Regions from separate parts of the Mus musculus genome. Here all the other regions are linked to region 4. Evidence: chromatin contacts called from public ChIA-PET and HiChIP or PLAC-seq data. All regions are on one chromosome and are shown on one strand. Each heading gives the region's core, a stretch centred on a gene start, on an enhancer-like site or on the middle of the called end of the contact. The rest is flanking DNA. Distances are from core to core; before and after follow the strand shown.

What was found. ChIA-PET counts read pairs in DNA pulled down with a chosen protein or histone mark. HiChIP or PLAC-seq counts read pairs in DNA pulled down with a chosen protein or histone mark.
Region 1: a FOXA1 HiChIP or PLAC-seq map of pancreatic cancer cells shows a contact between it and region 4. The contact joins the promoter of Iqank1 here to the promoter of Arhgap39 in region 4. A contact is called at or near these places in 1 of 39 promoter capture datasets (liver) and 1 of 115 datasets of contacts at active chromatin or transcription factors (pancreatic cancer cells).
Region 2: a contact with region 4 is called in an RNA polymerase II ChIA-PET map of memory CD8 T cells, with 7 read pairs. The contact joins the promoter of Scrib here to the promoter of Arhgap39 in region 4. A contact is called at or near these places in 1 of 39 promoter capture datasets (pre-B cells) and 1 of 115 datasets of contacts at active chromatin or transcription factors (memory CD8 T cells).
Region 3: an H3K4me3 HiChIP or PLAC-seq map of embryonic forebrain shows a contact between it and region 4, with 5 times the contacts expected there. The contact joins the enhancer-like site here to the promoter of Arhgap39 in region 4. A contact is called at or near these places in 1 of 39 promoter capture datasets (the 3T3-L1 cell line), 3 of 484 Hi-C or Micro-C datasets (the N1E-115 cell line, embryonic stem cells and palatal mesenchyme), 4 of 115 datasets of contacts at active chromatin or transcription factors (embryonic forebrain, neural tube, pancreatic cancer cells and 1 more) and 1 of 9 other capture datasets (embryonic stem cells).

What each region holds. Positions count from the first base shown.
Region 1 is chr15:76,006,232-76,011,701 of GRCm38.p6, reverse strand. It overlaps Iqank1 (IQ motif and ankyrin repeat containing 1), which reads right to left and starts at 1,833. Exons shown (of 14, transcript NM_001370920.1): 1 at 1,757-1,833; 2 at 278-366. The coding sequence starts at 362. Fam83h (family with sequence similarity 83, member H) reads left to right here and starts at 2,204. Exons shown (of 5, transcript NM_001168253.1): 1 at 2,204-2,328; 2 at 5,140-5,470. The coding sequence starts at 5,155.
Region 2 is chr15:76,065,149-76,071,039 of GRCm38.p6, reverse strand. Scrib (scribbled planar cell polarity) reads left to right here and starts at 1,256. Exons shown (of 36, transcript NM_001310543.1): 1 at 1,256-1,811; 2 at 3,262-3,379; 3 at 3,485-3,563; 4 at 3,661-3,750; 5 at 3,839-3,895; 6 at 3,983-4,046; 7 at 4,146-4,220; 8 at 4,286-4,430; 9 at 4,832-4,950; 10 at 5,691-5,890. The coding sequence starts at 1,653. Puf60 (poly-U binding splicing factor 60) reads left to right here. Exons shown (of 12, transcript NM_028364.2): 11 at 56-291; 12 at 413-858. The coding sequence ends at 712.
Region 3 is chr15:77,364,351-77,369,775 of GRCm38.p6, reverse strand. Gm3787 (predicted gene 3787) reads left to right here. Exons shown (of 3, transcript NR_168297.1): 3 at 166-283. Among named protein-coding and RNA genes, the nearest start is that of Gm41353, 9.0 kb to the left of the region's middle. Within about 2 kb of position 2,080, at least 195 of the 459 cell types and tissues checked have an H3K27ac peak or open chromatin away from gene starts, as enhancers often do. A contact at or near this core is called in the N1E-115 cell line, embryonic forebrain, embryonic stem cells and 3 more, where this site is marked.
Region 4 is chr15:76,813,969-76,819,746 of GRCm38.p6, reverse strand. Arhgap39 (Rho GTPase activating protein 39) reads left to right here and starts at 1,581. Exons shown (of 12, transcript NM_001168288.2): 1 at 1,581-1,755.

The DNA of each region.
Region 1 (5,470 bases), core at 584-3,083, 810 kb after region 4:
CCAACGACCTGCTTCGATATTTTTTTTAAGCTATCTGCCCCTCCAATCTCCTCCTTACCCTAACACTGTACCCTCCTGAGCACTGTACCCACACCCCTTCTCCAGCTCTAGAAGTTCGGGGTGCAGTGGACATCTGAGCTTTGAGTCACAAATCTATCATTCCACGCCCAACTGAAAGATCTCTTGGAAACCACTTGGAGAGAAAGGGTTTCTGTGTGCCTAGTGGTCTCGTGGTCAGTGTTGGGGTAGTGCCCTGGAGGTCAGAGGGGGCACTCACCAGCAGTAGCTCGAAGCTTGGACCCAGGGAGGAGCGCCTGCCCCTTCCCTGATGCAGCTTTGGGCCCCCCCTTCTTAGTGCTCATTCTCCTGGGGGTGGGAAGGAAAAGTCCAGGGATGGTACATTCAGGAGGGCAGCGAACAAGGCAGTGGGAATACTGCCCCGGCCCTGGATGAACATGCAGCAGGAGCATAGACCTCCAGCATGTCCCCCAGCCAGCTTCTTGGTCCACCTGCCCGCCCCTGGTGGTCTAAGGATGTGCCCAGTAGCTCGAGGAAGGATACCTAGCAAGAGGATGTGTCCCTTTATGCTGGTACCCCCGTCCTCTACAATTCTGGATCTGCCTGTCCTTCTGTGTTCTAACACCATCCTCTAAATCGCTGGGCTAGAAGCTCAACAGCCTGAGCTCTGCGGACTTGCTTTCAACTACTGCCAACGTGGGTCTGCTGAACACAGCCCCTCCCCACCCGCAAACCCTCTTCCTTCTTGGCCTTGGGAATCTCTGCTGTCTGGTTCTGGAAGCAATGCCCTTCTCCCTAGTATACAAGGCAGGCCCCCCATTCACTCCTCTTGGAAGAACTTTCCGCTCCTGTTTTAGTAGGGTCTTCCAGTGCCCTAGAACCCCTCACAGGGCCAATGAATAGGAAAGCGGGTAGTGCAATCGCTGACTCCATACACTTATGTACCCACTAGGCTGGGGCCGCAGGGCTCCAGAGTGCATTTGGGGATGGAGTTAATGAAATGTTATCCTAAAAGTAGGACCAGAAAGTGACTGAAAGTAAGCTGTCTTACGGACAATGTTCAGGCAGGTGGCAGACACTGAGAATCTAGGACAGGAGAAGTGGTAGGTAGGAAGCTGGCTTGGACATGTGACTGAGTTCAGGGCACGGCATGCGTAGAGGAGTGGGTTGGAGGGAGGGCTGGGTAGATTAGGGCTCTAGGAGGAACTAAGTCCTTAGGTGTACGGGTGATGTGTTGGGGTCGATACAACCATGAGGTTCCCTGTCTGTAGAGGATCCAGTACTTGCAGCATCTTGGGTGCAGCCTCTTTTAATGTGCATGTATTAAGACGGGACCTTTGTGTCTTCAGTTGGTTTGCACAGGAAAGGATCAGTGGGTGCCAGGACCGACACTGTTGGAGCAGTTTAGAGAGTGATCCTCATGTGAGATGGGGACTTGGGGGGTACGATTGGTTTGCGGGATTCTGTGTGGCAGAGGGGCTTCTGCTGGCGGATCACTCCAGATTCCCTTGTGCCTGAGGGGTCCCATGGGTACGGGTGAGTGCGCAGGAACCTTTATGGTTGGGCAAATGAGTGGGGAGGTCCGTGGAGTTCCTATGCTGTCGGTCTCATGCGCGAAGATGAGCCTGCGGGGAGTGGACTGGGGAAACTAGAGGTGTGTCTGCGAACGGTAGGGCGGTCACTTGAGTGAGATGGGTACCCAAACACCCCCCCCCCCCCCCCCCGTCTGAGACCTCACCTGCCTCACCTGCCTCTCGCAACACAGAGGCCAGAAGCTCCGCCCCTCGCGTCGAGCTGGCCAGTTTCCTAGCGACTAAGCCGGAACTTCCGAGTTACCCCAACTTCCGGGGCGAGGGTCAGGGGTCGGCAGTAGGGGCTTTGAGCGATCGGTTTTCAAATAGGTTCAAGGGGCTTCAGTGTCCGGAAAGACGAGGCTCTAGAAATCCGGAGCGGCGCTGGCCAGGGTCCGGAGCGCAGCTCTGGGGCTCCACCAGAGCGCTCAGGGGTCGGGGTTGGGGTGTGGGCTGGGGGCGCCAGTGAAGCCACACTGGGAACCCGGGATCGCGGCCGGGGTCCGGGGCGCGGAGGGCGCAGGAATGCGGGCGCGTCGGGGTGGGGCCGCCCCGCCCAGGTGCTGCCCGGACAGGCAGGAGGCAGAGCGCGGGCGGGGCGGGGGCGGGCGCGTGAATCAGGCCGAACGGGCGGGCGGGCCGCGGCGGGGAGTGGCTGTCGGACGGACGGGACCGCGAGGCCGCTGGGCGGCGGTGGGCTCCTGCTGCCCCTGTGCCGAAACCCCGCTCACCTGGCCAGGTAGGGCTCCCGCCCCGGAGCGGGCCGGGCACAGCACGGCGGGGCGAGGCACACGGGACGGGAGGCTCGGGCCTCCGCGCGGTGCCACCTGGGTCTGGTCTCTGGACCTGGGCCGGGCGGTGCAGTGAGCGCGTGCTTTGGGACTGGGTGGGAGACAGGGAGACTGCGCTCCGGGGCACTGGGTGAGGGATTTTCCAGGGTCACGCTGGCAAGTAGGAGACTGAACAGTGCGATTCGCTCTGGCGGCCTAGGTATTGTCAGGACATGACCTGTACCTTTCCCGGAGCCTCTCCCCGAGCCGCCATGAACCGGGGTGTCTAGGGCTGGGTCCTTGTGTGGAAGGCAGGGAAAACTGGACTCTCCTAACTCCTGATCTCATATCCCTGGACTGGATCGGCAGATAAGATACCTGGCCTGGGTAGCCGCTAACTTCCTGGGGTACAGTAACACCTTTGGGCCTTGCAGTGCCTAACCTGAAAGCTGTATAATTCATCGACTTCCGGTCTTCCTAGGTTCTTCTTGTCCCCCACAACCCCAATCCTTCTTGATCACAATCATCCTGTCATCCTCTTTGTGTAGTAGCCTAAGGTCCTCAACCATGGATCCCCCTTCCAGACCCAGGAACACTACTACCTCCTGCCAGACAGGAGAGGAAAGGGTCATTTTCTTGCCCTACTTGTGGTGAAGGGCCTGGGGCTAGCTTCAGGTAGGAGGTCAGGAACAAAAAATTCCTGCTGAGTCACTGGTTTGGGTGGGATAGGCTCCTTCCTTAAGCAGGGCCCCACTTGGATAGGCAGATGTCAGTGAGCAGGCTGTTGGATTCATCGCTGATAGGAGTGGTCACCGCCCCGTCTATCGTCAAGGGGCGATGTGTACCAGTGAATGATTGTAAGGGCATTTAAGGTCGTGTGTGACTTCTGTGAGGTCAGGTACCACAGTGGCCGCTCAGGACTAAGGCCACTTCCCAACCCATGTGTCTCTGAGGGTTCTCACCACTGGCTAGACAGTATCAGTTCTCAGTCTTATACAAGGAAGTGTCCCCTCAGCGTGAGCATGCTAGGATCCCCAGGTAGTGTGGGAATGCTGCCTAGGAGAGCTGGCTCCAGTCTGAGACCTGTCCAAGCAGACAGGCCCGCATCAGACCCCAGGTGCTCTGCTTCCATCTCCCCAGAACAGTGTGCCACGCCTCACATTGCAGACAGGAAGGAAAAGCAACAGCCTTAGGTCAGGGCAATGCCCCAGAGGGAAGTCGGAGCACTCTTCTTAGGGCCAGTAGACATAGGAGTGTCCCCACCTCCAATCTCTGTCACACTTGGACTTGCTAATGTGTTACGCCATGCCCCTAGGGGTGGCAGACACTGTAGCTCCCTGGGTCATACACAGCAGAGTCCCGCTGGACCCCCAACGTCATTGAACAAGTATCCCCTAATACCAGAGCTGCCATCCTGTCAGCATCGCTGGCCCACTCCTCAAGGCACTCCTCCTCCTGGGCAGAAATACTTCCCTAGTTTGGACTATCATCCAGGAACCTGTGTGCTAGGCAGGGCAAGAGTCCCAAGCCATTTCAAACCTGTGGAGCAGTGGGGAATGGTATGAGCCTGCCCTAAGGCAACTTCCAGGCCAGAGGCCACCAGGTTTGCAGGCGTTTGGTTGTCACTTCTAATGCCTTCTTCAACCACAAGCTTCTGCTACTCGCACTCATGGCCCAGGGACCTCCTGATGTGGACATGAACGGTTTCTCGGGCACATACTTGCCAGTGAACTCAGACCAGGCTGGACCTGGGCTAGCCCGTGACATCTGGCTTCCAAGGCACAGGAGTCATGCTCTCTCATGAGCGCACATGCACGCACGTGTGTGTGCACACACACACACACACCAGCCACTAGAGAACAGTGATCCTGAGGCACCTGTGATGGGGGACGCTGACAGAGAACTTGGGACGAGGCTTGTAGCAAAGTCTTCCTTCATTCTTAGTGTATTAGGGAGAGGGTGGAGATCCGGGGCCTTGGGTATTGGCAATGGCTCTGTTGCCATCAGGATGGGTGAGTGAGTCTGGGAGGGTATAAAGAAGAGACCCTACAGGGAACTGTGAGTTCCCAAGGAACTGTGGCCCAGGGAGGTTTTAGCTGAGGTGAGACGGAAGCAAGGGTGAAGATTTTCAGAGAGGTCGAAGGTTGAGGAGTCAGGACAGGGAGATCAGTGAAGGGACTGTGGGCAGATGCAGGTGTGGACTGAGGAAAGAGGTGTGGGTGGGGCTTAAGGCCATCATCCCTGGATGAGTCAATCTGCACTCCACTGTGCTCACCTTGGGCCAGGTATGATGTCTTGCCACCCCTCCCAGCTCTGTGCAGTGAAGGACACAGGCTAGAGCAAAAGGGGGGGGGGGGGAAGGAATAATCTCTTTAACTGGCCTGCATTTGTATCTTAACCAAAACTTATCTTTACAGGAAAAGGGAACCACAGAGTAAATGGGCCGTGAATGTATTGACTCTGAAGTAAGGGGAGGTGGGACCTCTTACCTGTATTGGGGTGGGGACAAACATTGGCAGTCACTGAGACTGATAGAAACAAGGTGTCAGCCCCAGGAAGGGGATTAAGGGCTGAGTACCACTGGCCCATGTCTTACCAGCTAGGCACATGCTACGGCCTGTGGTGCTGCTTCAGAGTCTGTCTTCACTGGGGCTCAGAAAAACTCCCGGGCATAAGCTAAACCCAAGATCCAGCAGCCACATCAGCCGTGTGTGTCCACTTGTGGCATGAGGTAAGTGGGTCCTACTGCCCCTAGTTAATGCATTTTCCTGCCCCTCCAGGCCCCTGGCCCCAACATGGCCCGTCGCTCCCAGAGCAGCTCGCAGGGGGACAACCCACTGGCACCTGGGTACCTGCCACCTCACTACAAAGAATATTACCGCCTAGCGGTGGATGCATTGACTGAGGGTGGGCCAGAAGCCTACAACCGCTTCTTGGCATCTGAGGGGGCACCTGACTTCCTGTGCCCTGAGGAACTGGAACACGTGAGCCGCCACCTGCAGCCCCCACAGTATGTGGCCCGGGAACCCCCTGAAGGCACCCCATCTGATGTGGACATGGACGGGTCCTCAGGCACCTACTGGCCAGTGAACTCAGACCAGGCTGTGCCTG
Region 2 (5,891 bases), core at 7-2,506, 750 kb after region 4:
TTCCCAAACAGGAGAGTGTATGTGTGGCTATTAAACTCGGTTGGTTTTGCTGCAGGTGTGACACCAGCCCGCCCTCCTATTCCGGTCACCATCCCCTCTGTGGGAGTAGTGAACCCCATTCTCGCCAGCCCGCCAACGTTGGGTCTGTTGGAGCCCAAGAAGGAGAAGGAAGAGGAGGAGCTGTTTCCTGAGTCAGAACGGCCAGAGATGTTGAGTGAGCAGGAGCACATGAGCATCTCGGGCAGCAGTGCTCGCCACATGGTCATGCAAAAGCTACTCAGAAAACAGGAGGTAAGTAGGTGGGCTCGTGCCAGGCCCGCTCTCGGCGGTATGAATGTGAAGTAGTGGGTGATAGGTCGCAGCATTCAGGTGTCTTTCCCACAGTCACAGCAGTCAATTGTCTTTCCTACAGTCTACAGTGATGGTTCTCCGAAACATGGTGGACCCCAAGGACATCGATGACGACCTGGAGGGAGAGGTGACAGAGGAGTGTGGCAAATTTGGTGCTGTGAACCGGGTCATTATCTATCAAGAAAAACAGGGCGAAGAGGAAGATGCAGAAATCATCGTCAAGATTTTTGTGGAATTCTCCATGGCCTCAGAGACTCACAAGGCCATCCAGGCCCTCAATGGGCGCTGGTTTGGTGGTCGCAAGGTGGTGGCTGAAGTGTATGACCAGGAGCGTTTTGATAACAGCGACCTCTCCGCGTGACTTTGGCCTCATTTCCTGGACTTGCACTTGCCCCTTCCTTCCTTTGGGTTTTGTAAAGTGTTAACCGTGGTGTGTCCCTGGGACCAGGCACTCTGCCCAACCCACCCTGTAGTGTACATAAAGATGCAGATACCACTGGCCCTGAAGTCCCTGTGTCTGAAATTGGTCCTGTGACCCAAGCTGGTTGTGTGTGGAATGTCTTATCAGGGTTCCAAGGCACCAGGGACAAGGAGGGCGTTCAGCCTGCTGTGCAGGGGTGAACAGGAGGGACCGGGGTGGACAGGCCTTGCTTTATCTTCCTTTGTGGGGAGTGCTGGCTTGCAGCCTTGCTCACGTGGATAGCTCTGAGAGCTGTCTGGCCCTGAGATCTGTAGGATCCAGGACCAAGAGAGCATTTTGTGGGCGGGCGGGCATCTGAGTTGTTACACCTGCTAGTATGGGTTACGCCAGAGCGAGGCCGGAAATCCCGACATGCCCCGCGCGAGACCGCTACGGGTCGTCGGAGACGCCACGCCGCGTGGCCCTTTGGGAGCTGTAGTTTTGAGCAGAGAGGGCGGGCCTAGGCTTCCCGGCGGGCTGCGCGGCTGGGCGGTTGTCGCGGGCAGCGGCGGCGGTTCCGGCTGCGGTGCTGCGGGCGGATGAGCTGCTAGGTGAGCAGGCCGGGCGGGATGCGGAGCCGCCGCCGCGCCCCCAGCGCCTAAGAAAGCGCTGCCGGGTCAGGCCGTGCTGCCAGCTGTGTGCCGCCGTCGGAGCCTACAGCTCGTATTGAACGCGGGCCGAGCCGAGCGCCGACCCCGGCCACAGTCCGGGACCCGGCTGCCCGCCCCACCCCCGCGCGCGCCGCTCCGCCCGCGCTCGGCGCTCATGCGGGCCGAGCCCCGCCCCCCGGCCCGAGCCCGCCGAGCGCCTCCCGAGCCCGCGCTCACTGCCCGCCCGCATCATGCTGAAGTGCATCCCGCTCTGGCGTTGTAACCGGCACGTGGAGTCGGTGGATAAGCGGCACTGCTCGCTGCAGGTTGTGCCAGAGGAGATTTACCGCTACAGTCGTAGCCTCGAGGAGCTGCTCCTCGACGCCAACCAGCTGCGCGAGCTACCTAAGGTGAGCGGCCGCCGCACCTGCTGCCCCGCGCTCAGTTCTCGGGGTGGTGTATGACTTCTGGGGCAGCCGGCTGGAGCGAGATCTCAGCAGGCGCTGCCCGAGCTGGGCACCGCAACCTCCAGCCGGCCCTGCAGGTTCCTACTGGTCAGAGCCCCGCCCCAGCCAGCCCCACCCTCCTCCAGCCGCCGGTGTTGGCACCTGGTGGCAACCTGTCTGGGGACTAAGTAGATACTGAACCTAAAAGGGGAGCCAACAGAGAAGCCCATGAGAGCACAGGAGGAGGATGGGTCCAGGGTGCGAGACCGACCCGGGTTAGCAACTGTTAAAGCTAGTTGGGCTACTTTAAGGGTAGGAAGTTGGTTTTCTTGCACTGTGTTCTGCCTTCGTTTTGGGAGGAGAGGTTTGCAGTGCTGAGTGGGACTCTCCTAAGATACTTGCAGTGTCAGATCTATTCTGTCATCGCTCAGCGGAGAGCCCACCTTTCACTGTCTGTGTTCCTTCCTGTCGGGTTTGTTTGGGGTTTTTTTTGTTGTTGTTGTTCTGAGGCCACACTAGAAGGAAGGCCAAAGGAGGCAGGTTATGTAGGACTTACTTTTCTGAGATAGGGGACTCAGTGGTCTGATATTCTTGCCGGCTGGTGGCGTTGCGGGTGTTCTTCATAGACCTTTATGGTATCCGTGTGTGAATCTTGGACATTTTGCACTTGTGTTTCTCTCTGGTGCCTGTTGTTGTTATTGCTTTTTTTTTTTTGTTCTGTTTCTTGAGACAGGGTTTCCCCTTCGTAACCCTGGTTATCCTGGAATTCATTCTGGCTGTCCTAGAACTCAGAGATCCACCTGCCTCTGTGGGTACTAAAGATGTGCACCACCCACAACCCACCCCAGTGCTCTCTGGTGTTTTTATTGTTGTTCTCTCTTTGTTAAGCTCTTGCTGTTCATTGTTGGGGTTCCTGAAGAGCTCCAAACTCCTTTAGAAGAGGTAGTTTGGATAGTAGGTAGGATACTGAGAGTGACTGACCCATAGGGCAGAGGGCAGGGGCTATCCATTTGGGAGCTGCTGATGTCTTGCCTGGGGCATGTTATCTGGGTGACATCTGGGTAATAGTGAGAGGTGGGCTTTCCACCGAGAAATGAGAGCGTAGGTCTGACAGTATCTTAGGAGAGTCCCCCTCAGCAGTTGCAGAGTATCATTGCAGAACAGCAGTGGTACATGTGACAAATGACACAAGGGAGACCAGGCATCAGGTGGGCAGGGGTGTGTTTTGCAGGCTTCTTTGTCTGGTTTTTCAGCACACTGGGTATCATGGCTAGAGCCGCAGAACCTTGTGTGACCTGGGATACAAAGAGGTCCAGGACCCTGTGGCCATGATCCTCCTGGTTTGGAAACTCTCCCATACCCATAGGGCTTTGGCTATAGAGCCTGTTCCCCTGATCACATCTTCTGCCCACAGCCCTTCTTCCGACTGTTGAACTTGAGAAAGTTGGGCCTCAGTGACAACGAGATCCAGCGGCTGCCTCCTGAAGTGGCCAACTTCATGCAGCTGGTGGAGCTAGATGTGTCCCGGAACGGTAGGGGGGGAGGGCGGGTGGCACTCCGTGAACATAGGGGGGAGCATAGGGGCTCCTGGGAGCTCCTGAGGCGTGCCATCCTCACGGCACCCTCTCCAAACACAGATATTCCTGAGATACCTGAGAGCATAAAGTTCTGTAAGGCTCTGGAGATTGCAGACTTCAGTGGGAACCCCCTGTCTAGGTAAGTGTTAGCCCACAGTGCGGGTTGGCTCTTGGCCACGGCAGGGTCTAGAGCTCTTCCATGCGTATCTGAGGCCTGTGTTGCTTTGTTTCTCCAGACTTCCGGATGGCTTCACACAGCTACGCAGCCTGGCTCACCTGGCCCTGAATGACGTGTCCCTGCAGGCACTGCCTGGAGATGTGGGCAAGTGAGTGCCCCTTGATGAGTGGATCTGGGTATAGGCAGTGCTTGTCTTGGTTCTGCCTTCCTCAGCCCTGGTCCTTGGTCTCTTTCAGCCTGGCCAATCTGGTGACCCTGGAACTCCGGGAGAACCTGCTTAAATCTCTCCCTGCGTAAGTTTGGGGCCTCCACCCAGCAGAGGTAGAGCTACCCTGGGGCGTGGCCTGAGTGGCCACATGCAGATGTTGTCTTCTGTACAGGTCCCTGTCTTTCCTGGTGAAGCTGGAACAGCTGGATCTGGGAGGCAACGACCTGGAAGTGCTGGTGCAGTGAGGGCTGCCTGGGGAAGCAAGGGTGTGCTGTGGGGCAGCTGCTGCTCCTGGGTGTCACACTGCTTTCTCCTGTCTTTGTCCATTCTTGCAGCCTGACACCCTGGGGGCTCTGCCTAACCTTCGGGAGCTATGGTTAGACCGAAACCAACTGTCAGCGCTGCCCCCGGTAAGTGAGGGTGGGACTGGCTTTATCCCCTACCTGCTGCCCTTTGACCTTTTGTCTGTCTGCAGGAGCTAGGCAATCTGCGGCGGCTGGTGTGCCTGGATGTGTCAGAGAACAGGCTGGAGGAGCTGCCTGTGGAGTTGGGTGGGCTGGCACTGCTCACGGATCTGCTGCTTTCCCAGAACTTGCTTCAGCGGCTGCCAGAGGGCATCGGTCAGTGTGCCAATCATCAGTGACCTTGTGAGGTGCCAAAGAGGGGCTTGGGCTAGGATCTGACTTAACCCAGGTTAGAGGTGTCCAAAGAGGGCAGGTGCAGTAAGCGAAGGCCAAGATCAGATACCCATTCATCCAGTTAGCACTCAGGCGTCAGGGCAGTTTGTTATGAAAGAATTGGGATGTAGGTTTCCAAGGGTCAGGGGTGGGGAAGAGTCTCGGAAGCTGAGTCTGCAGTAAGAAGGGTGGGGCCGGGTATGGGGAGCATAAGAAATCTTGGAGACCCAGAGAAGCCCACTGTCACTGAAATGTGGGACCAGGCTATGGCCGTTCGGAGGACCTACATGCTCAAGTGCCTTTGACCTGATTTCGGTCTAGTCACCATGTCTCCTTGATGCCAGGTCAGCTGAAGCAGCTGTCTATCCTGAAGGTGGACCAGAACCGGCTGTGTGAGGTCACTGAGGCCATAGGGGACTGTGAGAACCTCTCGGAGCTGATCCTCACGGAGAACCTGTTAACGGTAGGGCAGCCCCGAGGCACCGAGCCTCTCAGGGTGTGATGAGCGCGGTCAGTGCACCTGATGGGAGTGGCATGTGCTGCTGGTGGCTTATCCCAAGGGAGGTGCTTGCTAGGGCACTCTTGGCATATGAGATTGCCTCGGATCCACTGGACCCTGTAGGGGTTAAAGAGCCCGTGTGTTGTTTCGGACATGCAGTCTGGGCTTAAGACTGGAAAGAAGACAAAGGCAAATTGGACAGAAGCACGTGTGCTTCATACAAATAGGGTGAGCAGAGTGCTAGGGCCAGACTAGAGATGTCTGTGCTAGTGTGAGTCTCAGGCTGAGAGACAGTAGCGAGCAACTTTCCTGTCTGTGGGGTACTCACAGTCATGGTAGTGAGAGAAGAGGGTGATGAGGAAACGAGCAGCAGGTGTGAGTAGCAGGTACCGTGAGTAGTGGAGGAGGCACAGAAACGTGGCCTTGGTAGATTGAGCTGGGTGGCTATGGGTGAGGGCCAGAGAGAACAGTCTAGGGTGTCAGGGAGCCTGGCAGGATGTATGCTGTCCTTAAGGGGGAGAGGTGGAGGAGGGTGCCAACTGGTTCTATGTCTAGATCCCCTAACCATAGTTCCTTTGGGCTGTGGGGAACCCTGATAGCTATGGAGTTTACCTTAAGGGAGACCTTTACTTTCCCAAGGCCTCCCTTTTCCTCCTAATAATCAGGGGTTTCTCTCAGCCTGAGACCCTTCCTTTGCCCGGCAGGCCTTACCCCACTCGCTGGGCAAGCTGACCAAGCTGACTAACCTCAATGTGGACCGGAACCATCTTGAGGTGCTGCCTCCTGAAATCGGAGGCTGTGTGGCCCTTAGTGTCCTCTCTTTGAGAGACAATCGCCTGGCTGTCCTCCCTCCTGAGCTTGCCCATACCGCTGAGCTGCACGTGCTTGATGTGGCTGGGAACCGG
Region 3 (5,425 bases), core at 831-3,330, 550 kb before region 4:
GGTGGCTCATTCTGGTGTGTCTGAAGACAACTACAGTGTACTTACATATAGTTAATAAATAAATAAATAAATAAATAAATATTTTTAAAAGTGTTCTTTTAAAAAAAAATAATGTAAAGACTCGTTTAACTTCTAGTTCACTCTTTGCTTCCTTCATACTTGTAGCTCAGGATGTGAGCCCTCGGCTTCCACTTCAGCCACCAAGCCTGCTGCATGCTGCCAGGCTTCCCAGACATGACAAACTCTGGATCCACAAGCCCAAATAAAGTCTCATATAAATGGTCTTGGTCATGGTGTTTTATCCTGGCAATAGAAAGATAACTCATACAGAAGCTATGGCCATTGTGTGGCCAAGGGAAGCAGGAGGTCTGAAGGCCTGCCACATGGGTCACGGGGAAGATTTTGTATGCCAAGCAGGAAAATGGTGACAAACGTGTCCGCTTGCCTCAGCTGACACCAAGGATACGGGCCGCGTCTCTAACTCTGACAGCACTAGGGTCTTGTTTTAAAGGTCCACATGTCACTCTAAGGACAGGGGAGCCATGCAGGGAAAGATTTCTCACAGATGCCCCTGCCGGTTGTGACTCAAGATGGCTGCAACCAACCTGGACCCCTGCACTGGCTCACTGAGCCTATGCTGCCTTTGACTGGCTCCCCTGGGCACATGAGTTCCTGTGGGGTGTCGGGCAGCAAGTCCTTCCTGTTCTTCCTGTACAGTCGCTGCCCCTCCACCCAGGCATTTCTTTCAGATTCTGTCACCTCAGGCCCCGCTGGGACAGAGGGTGGTGTTCACGCACGTCTGGCTGGAGTGAACACAGGTGCGTTCTTTACCTGTCGCTAAGCAGAGGATTGACTTTGCTTGGAGGGCCTGTGCTCAGGTGTGGGCAAAGGTCAGCTGTAGCGGGACCAAGATAGACAGACCACAAGCATCCTTGTCCAAGCTCCCTTCATAGTCCTTCTCCGGTCCTGATCCCTGATCCCTGCTATCTGATTCCTGACCCTTAAGTGGACCTGCCCTCATCCTATTCAGCGGGGTTCCTGCTTATTCATTTATTCTTTGCCCAGGCAAGAACAGAAGTGGCAGAAGTCCCTAGGAACCAACTCCCTCAAGGCATTTTCTCCTCTTCCCAACCCCCACCCCCTTCGTTTCTTCTTTGCCTGCTTCTTCCTCTTGCCGTTTTTCTTCCTCGTTCTTGCTCCATCTCATTTTCTCCCCATTCCCTTTCCAATTCATACAAAGTCTGTGTGGCTTTTGGAGTCACGGGGAGATGGCCTGCCTTTGGTTGCCAGCTGCAGGGCCCGTTCTCAGCAGTCAGAGCCACGGCTGCCGGAGCAAACACTGTCAGCTGAGGCCAGCCACAACCACAGTATGCCCTTCCCTTGTTGATCAACCTTGGATGCCGCTCACGCACGTCGTGTCCACACGGGGGCGCTCCAACAGTGCTTCTCTGGCGTCTCTGGCCTTTCTAGTCTGCATTTTTTTTCCTCCTGGTTAGTGGGAGGAGCACTGGTTTCCTTTCCAGTCTTAGTCGTCTGGCTGCACGAAAAGAGCCTAGGCCCATATGTTCCTTGAGTAGTATTTCCTCTAGCAAAGGCTACACATCCAAAGAGCCCTTAGATTTTTTTTTTGTTCAGATTTGGGTGGAATTCAACAAATTCCCTCAGATATCCCTCCCTATTGAAAAAATTTTTAATTTCTTCTTTTTTTTGTTTTTTGTTTGTTTGGTTGGTTGGTTGGTTGGTTTGGTTTGGTTTGGTTTGAGACAGGGTTTCTGTCTAACACCCCTGGCTGTCCTGGAACGCACTATGTAGACCAGGCTGGCCTCGAACCCACAGAGCTCTGCCTGCCTCTGCTTCTGCCTCTGCCTCCTGAGTGCAGGATTGTAGGCATGCATCATCATGCCTGGCTTTTCTACTTAATTTCATTTTATATGCATGGGTGTTTTGCCTAGATATATATCTGTGCACCACACACTTGCCTAGTGCCAATGGCACTTCTGCCTCCAAAGGTCCACCCAGGTGACTTGCCTCTGCCAGCTAGGCCCCACCCCCCGGAAAGGTTCTGCTTACCAAGCTTGGAAATCACAGTTTTGAGCTGGAATAAAATGAACTAGAGGCCGGGCGGTGGTGGCGCACGCCTTTGATCCCAGCACTTGGGAGGCTGAGGGAGGCAGAGGCAGGGGAATTTCTGAGTTCGAGGCCAGCCTGGTCTCGAGTTGAGTTCCAGGACAGCCAGCGCCACACAGAAAAGCCCTGTCTCAAAAAAAAAACAAAAAAACAAAAACAAAAACAAAAACAAAAACAAAAAAAGAGCTAGAAAGCAAGCTTGTAGTATTAACAGAACGTCCACACGAGGGCGCCCACACACTTTTTAAAAGATGCTTTGGATGAAGCCGGTCCCCAGAGGGACCAGGAATCTGCGCGGCAGGGCTGAGCCTCCCTCCGGGCCTTCGCTCCACAGCCTTCTCCCTCTGAGGATTTCCTTGTTGGTTTTCTTGTTTGCTAGGGAGAGATTCGGTTACCCGTAAGGGGTCTTAGAGCCATGGCCCATGGCTAGGAGACGCAGTAGACGTATTAGAAAGATGAGTTGAGCAGGCAGGCATAAACCTGAGCCTTTCGGAGGGCTTCCTCCTCATTCCAGTGTACTAGTTGAGAAATCCGACATTGCTCCCTCTGGTACTGACTTTGTCACGTCCTCCCACAGGACGGGAACTGCCCGCCTCTGGGCCAGCTGGGTGGCTGCATTCACTGTCCAGGCAAGGCGTCTGAGCTCTGGAGCTGTGGCCTCCTCCTAACGCTCTCACACATCAGTCAAAGCCTTCCTCTTCTGTGTCAAGGACTTCAAGCTTCTTGGCTCGTTCTTCCCAATTCCTCCCGGCTTCCACCCCACCCCCACCCCTAGATGCCTGGTTCAGTTTTCCATTAGCATCTGGCAGAAGGCGGGTGGAGGAGGAGCTGGCCGAATGTTTAAACTGGTTACCACATGGCTTCTTGGAGCCAACGATACTGCTACCGGGAGACACAGGGAGAGCCTCCCCAAGCTCCAAGGCCAGTGTCTGCGGCAGGATCAAACACCAAAGGGTTTCTGCACTGGGCTGGAGACAGGAATTCACTAAACTGTCTTCAGTCTTTCTCTCTCTCTCTCTCTCTCTCTCTCTCTCTCTCTCTCTCTCTCCCTCCCTCCCTCTCTCTCTCTCTCTCTCCCCCCCACCATTCCCCATGCCCATGCCCATCTCTATTTTAAGACGGACTAAATTGCCCAAGCTGGTCTTGAACTCATTCTGTAGCCCAGACTAGTCTTGAGTTCATAATCCTCCTGCTTCAACCTCCACAGTAGTGGGATTACAGACAGTCCCAGATGAAGTTTCCTAACACTGGTCAATCTGAGCTCACTTCATCCTCTGTGCCTGTTGATTGCCACAAGAAGCCCAAGACACAGGAGGGGTGCAGGGCAGAATTTGGGGAGCACAGCTGTATTCAGAGCCTCCTTGCCTGCATTGGAGTAACTTGTGTGCTGAGAAGACATGCACACACAAACACACACACACAGACCAGGCAATAGGACCACGGGACAATGTGGGGACACCAGCATTCATGTGGGGGCTGTAGCTGTGGATATTGAGACAAGGCAAAGGTTTGAGGCTGCTGGAAAGAGACTGCTCTGTTCAGCTCTCCGTGCTGGGAAAGATACGACTGTTACTCAGGCTTCCCGAGGTTAGTAAGTGTAACAACTGTCTCTCCCTCCCTGCCTTTTCTGTTCTGTGAGACCTCTGCTGCTGCAGGAGCATCCAGATTTGCTTCCATTTCCTGACTTCTATAAGAAGAGCAGCAATAAGCCTGATCCGTGCAAGTGTCCCTGCGGCAGGGTGTGGAGCCCTCTGGGTACATGCCCGGGAGTGGAATATCTGGGTCATAGGATGGTTCTATTTTTACATTTCCAGGAAAATGGATGGATCTGGAAATTATTATAATAAGTGAGGTAATTCAGCCTCAGAAAGACAAATACCACATGATGTCTCTCATAGGCAGATCCTAGCTATTAACACAAGTACACGTGTGTCCATGCATAGCTATATACATGTGTGTGCATTTATAGATACGAATGAGAGCATAGGGCTTGAAACTAGAAAGGGTACCATGAGGGGGAGTATATTTTCTCCGGGTGGGGGTAATAGAATGCATGTGACATTAAAACAGGAAAGAGACTCCCAAGGTGGAAGGGTACAAGAACAAGGTAGGGGTATGGGGAGAGGGGGGACCTTAGTAAAAACAAATCATGTTTGGAAATGCCAAAAGGGAACCTATTACTAGTACGCTGGTTAAAAAATAAATACATAAATAATTTCAAAATCTTCTGACTGTGTTTGAGAATGAGGGGCCACTCAGGTATGAGGTTGAGGGCTTTCTGCTGTTAGCAGTGGAAATTGCTGGGTGTTCTGGGTTTTTTTGTTTGTTTAGATTGGATTGGGGGCGGGGGTTGGTTTGGGTTTTTGGTAGTGGTGGTGGAGGAGGTGGTGGTGATGGTGGCGGTTGGAGGCAAGCCACTGGGGAATTTTCACCATTAATGACTAATATGGCAGGGACCTGGTCACTGTCGTTTGTGCCACCACTAGGCAAGTGGTCCTGGGTTCTATAAAAAAGCAGGCTGAGCAAGCCATGGGAGCAAGCGGCACTTTCTAAAGATGACAGAGCTACCATAACAACCACAGGAGAACAGGTAAGACCTGGGCAGATCAGGGCGGAGCTTTCAGAAGAGTTAGTTCTAGAGTATGGGGAGACTCGGGGAGATAAGTAAAATAAGGAACCTCCCTAATTTTAGGATCAGGGGGATGCAGGGATGGGACCAAAAGGAAAACATGAGTTAGGAAGTAGTGAAAAGGTGCTTGCTACACAGCTATGAGGGCCCAAGTTCAATCCCCAACACTCCTTTCTGTTTGTTTGTTTGTTTGTTTGTTTGTTTGTTTGTTTGTTTGTTTTTCAAGACAGGGTTTCTCTGTGTAGCCCTGGCTGTCCTGGAACTCACTCTGTAGACCAGGCTGGCCTCAAACTCAGAAATCCACCTGCCTCTGCCTCCCAAGTGCTAGGATTAAAGACGTGTGCCACTACTGTCTGGCGACACCCAGATTTTTTTTAAAATTCTTAAAAAAAAGAAAAAAGCCAGCCGTGGTAGCAGATGGTAGCAGATATCTGTAAATCCAGAGCTGGGGAGACAGGGACAGGCGCCCTGGGGCTCACTGGCCGGCCAGTCAGCCTAGCCTACCATTGATAATCTCCAGGCCAATGAGAGACCTATGCCTAAAAAAAAAATCAATGTGGACAGCCCCTGAGAGACAGCACCCAAGGCTGACCTCTATCTTCCACATGCATGCACACACATACACAGGTACCCAACTACACACACACACACACACACACACACACCAAG
Region 4 (5,778 bases), core at 332-2,831:
CCTACAGACATACAAACTAAATAAGCAAAATATTCTGAAGGCTCATTTTCACCATTTTAAAAAATGTGTGTGTGTGTGTGTACACATGAATACTATTGATCTCATGGAGCTGGAGTTATAGGTGTTTTGTTTTGTTTTGTTTGTTTGTTTGTTTTTTGGTTTTTTGAGACAGGGTTTCTCTGTATAGCCTTGGCTATCCTGGAACTCACTCTGTAGACCAGGCTGGCCTTGAACTCAGAAATCCGCCTGCCTCTGCCTCCCAAGTGCTGGGATTAAAGGCATGTGCCACCTCTGTCAGGCATTATAGGTGGTTTTGAGTCACCTGACATGGATGCTGGGAATTGAACTTGAATCCTCAGGAAGAGCAGTATTTACTCTTAATTGTCAAGCCAAGGTAAAAAAAAAGTTTGGTTTTTTTTTTGTGTGTGTGTGTGTGTGTTTTTCTTTTTAAAGTAAAGAACTGGTGTCGGGCAGTAATGGCCCACGTCTTTAATTTCAGCACTAGCAAAGTGAGGCAGGTAGATAGCTCTGAGTTTGAGGCTAGTCTGGTCTACTGATCGAGTTACAGGACAGCCGGGGCTACACAGAGAAACCTGTCTCAAAAAACGAAAACATGAACAAACAAAAACAACAACAACAACACTGAATATTCCGAAGTCTGGGAGGGTGACAAACGCACTTGTAATGTGTTAAAGACGGATTTTAAGTTTGAGGCCAGCCCGGGTACACAGAGCAAGAGCTCGTCAAATACAAAAAACCCAAATGGCAGCTGAGGATGTAGCTCAGTAGGTAAAGGGCTTTCCTAGAATGGGTTTCACCTCCTCAGCTGTGTAAACCGGATATGGTGCCTGTAATCCTCGCACAAGAGAGATGAAGACGGGATTAGAGTTTCAAAGTCATCCTTCGCTACATAGGGAAGTTGAAGGTCAGCCTGGGCCATCTGAAATTCTCTCTCTTAAAAAAAATTAATAAGAAGTTAAAAGGGCCATGGAGTGGGTAGAGGTGCTCTCTGTGCAAGCCTGATGATGCGAGTTCCGTCATTAGAACCCATGGTGAAAGGAGTTGTCCTCCGATTTCCACACGGACACTGTTGGCACGTGCGTGCACATGCTTCACACACAATACACATTACAAAAAAAAAAAAAAAAATAGAAAAGAGAGCACATTTAAAGCTGTGCCTGAGTTACTACGAGAATAGTCAAGGAAATAAAAGGAGGAAAATAATAAAGGGAAGTTACAAACATGGAATACGCAGAGTATTTTAGACAATAGCTACCTTTCCAGAGTCAAGGAAGAGGTATATCTCAAGCTTAGGAACCCCAGCAGGGCTAGAACTAATAGAGTCACGCCACACCCACGTTAGGACACACCTGAGGTGACCCAGACCTCCAGAAGTGGGCGGGTACAGGTGAGAGCGGAACGGCCGGCTAGCGCGGCATCGGGGGCGGGGCCTCCGACAGAGGCAAGGCTCCCTCGGAGCTCCCGAGGGGCTGCGCGGTGGCGCAGGCGCATTGCAGCCTCGCGGGCGGCGCCCCCTGGCGGCGCCACCATCCTCGCGGGGGCGGAGTCGGAGGCGGGGGGTTGCGCTTGGTGACGGGGGACGCGCGGCCGCAGCGCACTGGACCAGCGGCGGAGACCCAGGACGTGAAGCGCTGGCTGCGGCGGCGACGGCGGCCGGGAGCCGCCGGGAGCTGGGGCGCAGCGTGCGGTCGGTGATGAGGGGCAGTGGCGGCGCTCCGGGCGCAGGGCCGGCTGGTGAGAGCGCGGGAGGTGGGCGGCGCGGGCCGGGAAGATGGCGGAGAGGCCTCGCTGCGGCCCCACGGCCTGGCCCAGGCGGAGGCCCCCCAGTCCAGTCGTGCTAGAAATCGGGGCCCCAGGTGACCCGGTAGGGGAGGGTCCGCAGGAGGACGCCGCGGCCAAGGGCCAGGGAGTGTGAAGGCGGGTTTGCGTAAGAGCAGGGGCCCGAGGGTGGTGGGTGTGAGGGTGCCATGGTCTGCACGCGTGCCCGGCCTTTGGATGGGCGTGAGTGCGTGTGTGTCCCTGGCCAAGATAGTTGTGTGCGAGCCCTTTGCTTGAGGTGGTTGGGGTTGGGGTGGACCTGATGGTGGGTGTGAGATGTGAGGGTGCCCGGCCTGCAGACAGGTGTGTGTAGTCAGCCCGAGGACAGGTGTGCGTGCGTTCTGTGTCCAGGCCCAGAGCCGGTGGTGTGCTTGTGCCCTTTCTGTGCACTGGGCTCCGGTCCGTTTGGGGGTGGTGAGAGATAGTGCTTGCCGAACGAGGATCTTGCGGGCTAGGCTTTGTCCGCGATGCCCGGCAGTCGGTGGGCGTCTCTGGGTCGGGTCGTGGCTTGCTTGCGCGTGGTGCGCCCTGGCTTCGCGGCAGGGCCTCTGCGGCAGGCTCGGGTGGTCCTCTCCCCGGCCTTTCAGACTTGGAACTCCCTGGGCGCCTGCTGTTTGGCAGGCGTGGGGTGGGTGGGGGCTGCGAGCCGGCAGGCTGTGCATCCCGGGCCAGGCAGGCTGTCTTTATTTTAAAACGTGCTGCCCGCTTCGGGCGCGGCAGCTGTGGGTGTGTTCCATGCTGCTGCTCACCGCAGCTGCTGTGGGCGCTACGCAACCTTCAGCCGCAAAAATGCGGCTGGACCCCCTCCCCCTTCAGTGTTGTTCGGGTTGGCCAGGCCTCCAGTGACCTCTGCAGAAAAACGTACAGTTGCAAGGCTTCAGTTCCTCCCGTGGTGCAGACAATACGGACGTTTGTCTTTGGGAGCTAGGGAGGGCAATTGAGCACTGCGTCCTGGGCGCAGTCTGTAAACAGCAGGTGGTTTTGTCCCTGCTCCCCTTTTTACAACGAACGTGGGGGGAAGGGAATTAGAAGGAGAGGTGTGACTGGATAGTCCGGAAAGCCAGTCTTCAAGGGATTCTGAGTGCCTAGGAGGGAATAGAGAGATGTGACTCCTTCCAGCTCGTGGTCTAATCAGCTGTCTTGTAAGAGTCTGGAGCAGAGTGAAAATGAGTGCTGGTTCTGGAGCCAGACTGACCGCCCTTGAGTCATGACTCCTCCTTTACTGGCTTTGTGGTATTAGGTAAGGTCTCTCTGCCTTTGGTTTCTTGGCTGTAAAATGGGTACACTAATAGTATTGGTCTCAGAATGCTGTTGTGAGGACTCTGTGACTTAAGACTTGTAAAATTTTTCACACCTGGGAAGTTTTGAGTGTTAGGAATTGTTCTTGCTACGAAATTGCAAGCTGTCAGGGTTAGGTATAGGTTGGACTGTGTGTTACAAAGTGCATAAACTAAGTGTGTGTGTGTGTTAAAATTGTAATTTCGTCTGAATTTTGCTATGTGCTCAGGTAGGTTTCAAACTCATGATCTTGTCTGGCATGCATTGCCATGCTTGGCACAAAGTACTTGTGTGTGTGCAAGTATGTATGTGTGTGTGCATACATGTAATTATTTTCATTTTGTGTGTATGGGCTAGTGTGTGTGTGTGTTTAATTATTTTCATTTTATGTTTGTGCCAGCTCTGTCGAGTAGAGGTCAGAAGATAAATTTTAGGAGTTATCTCTCATATCAAAGTGCCCATACGCACTGACACACACATCTAGCTGGTTGGAAGCAAATCTTTCTAAAGAAAAAAAGAACAATTTTATACACTTAGATAAATTAATTGCATAGAGTTGCTTTAAAAGTCTCTTTGGTAAGGAAACCTCTCGTGCAGCACACAGATTGCCACAGTGCTGACCGGGAGACGTGAGCTTGGTGTTGCCAGAGGGAAGGGGGCATGCAGGCCCTGGGCAGTGAGAGCCAGGCCTACAGTGTTGTACTGCACAGTGTTACCTTTGAATTAAGAAAGGTAACCTTATTAAGGATAAACTTTGACACTGAAGACGTAAGTAACAAAATGAGAGCCAGGTTTTACCTGTATGGTAGCGGGCCTTGGTAAATTACCGGAAGAAGTTCAGATAGACTTTAAACCAAAGTGAGGGGGATTGCTGTGTTTTTCAAGGAAACAGTTAATCTAGTCATTACGTTTCCCTCTTTATCTCAGAATTACTCTGGAAAATGGTAAAATAGCATTCGTACTCTGATAGAAAAGTTAAGTGAGGTCTTGAGACTTGTGGCAGTGAAGGTGAGAATGTTTTGTTTGTTTGTTTGTTCCTAAGGATATGGTGTCCAGCACTTGGGAGGAGAAAGAAGAATTGAGGCCAAGCTGAGTTATATGAACCACTTAAGTTATATGAGACCATGTCTTTAAACAAAAGAAAAAAGTAGTCCAGTCTCATTCTGGCCTCTGCCATATGCCTGCTGGGGCAGAGGGCTGTGGATTAGGAACTGCACCCAACAAAGACTCACGGGTCCGTGCATAGTTTCGCAGTCTAGCTATTGCAGCCTCTCCTGAGGTGTCTTGACTCCTTGATGCTGTTGAGAGAAGAAAAAAAAAAATCCTTGAACTATGTTCCTGTGCTGAAATGTCCAGTTTGACTGGCAGAACCTTTTCACTGGATCTTACAAGCAATCCTCACAGTTGGCCTTTTGGGTGAGGCTTTATGTTGTCACAAAGCTGTGTTCACTGAGGTAGACTAGATGTGCAGCCAGCCATGGACATGCAGAGACAGTATGAGTTGGTTACTGGCTCCTGAGCCCCATTTCCCATTGTTCCTTTCTCACCTCCCCAGATAACACGCTTCCCCTCAGCTACTGACCTCTGTGGTTCCTGTGTTGCCCTGTTCGGTCTCTGTTGGCCCCTTGAATTGTTCCCAACTTATGCCCCTGGTATTCCTGTGCCCTGTGACAGAGTCTGACCTGGACCTTGTCCTAGGGCAGCTGTTAGCAACCTGTTAGGTAGTCTCTCCTCACCTGGGTTAGCACTGCCCATGTCTGCTGCTACAGTGATCAGGACCTGGGTGACATTTCCTAGGTGTGTCTTCTTGAACTCATGCAAGTTAGGAGTGCCCAATGTCCTGTCCGTCTCTGCTGTTACAGTAACATAAGTGAACTTTATTGGCATCTGTTGTGAGTTATAGTGATGTGTCATTCTCTCATGGAGAATGCATACTAACCTTTTTACAGTGTATACTGAGAAGAGCCAGGCATCATCTGTTCCTCTCGGTTGGTGTTTTGAGTGTGTAGGAGGTTGTGTGTGTGATATGTGTATGCGTGTGTATGTGGTGTGTCTGTATGTAAGTCTGTGTGTGTTTGTGGTACAGGTATGTTTGTATGTGTTTGTATTTGTATGGTATATGTGTGTAGTGTGTATATATGTGTGTATGTGGTATGTCTCTGTGTGTGTGATATGAGTTGTCTGTGTGTGTGTATTTGAGTATGTGTGTGTTTGTATGTATGTATATGTGTGGTATGTCTATGTATATCTGTGTGTGTCTGTATTTTTGATTCAGTGGTACAGATTTTTTTCTTTTAACTTTTAAGTTTTCAGTGGCAAAATCATAATAATCAGCATGGGAAATATTTTCAATATTCTATCAAGCACCCCTCAAGCATTGCTTATTCATTACTTTTTAAATCGAGTAGCTAATCTGTGTGCAATTACTTGGATGTGGAATTTACTGTCAAAAATATGGATCTTGGAAAGGAGAGAGGCCAGGCTTGGGGTGAGGATATAGCTCAGTTGTAGTGTTTGCCTAGTGTGACCGAAGTCCTGGATTTGATGCCCTAACACTTCATAAAACTGGGTGTGGTGGCACATGCCTATAATCCCAATACTCTGGGGTAGTTGGAGGCAGGACGATCATAGGTTCAGGGTTATCCAGTGTTAAATAGCAAG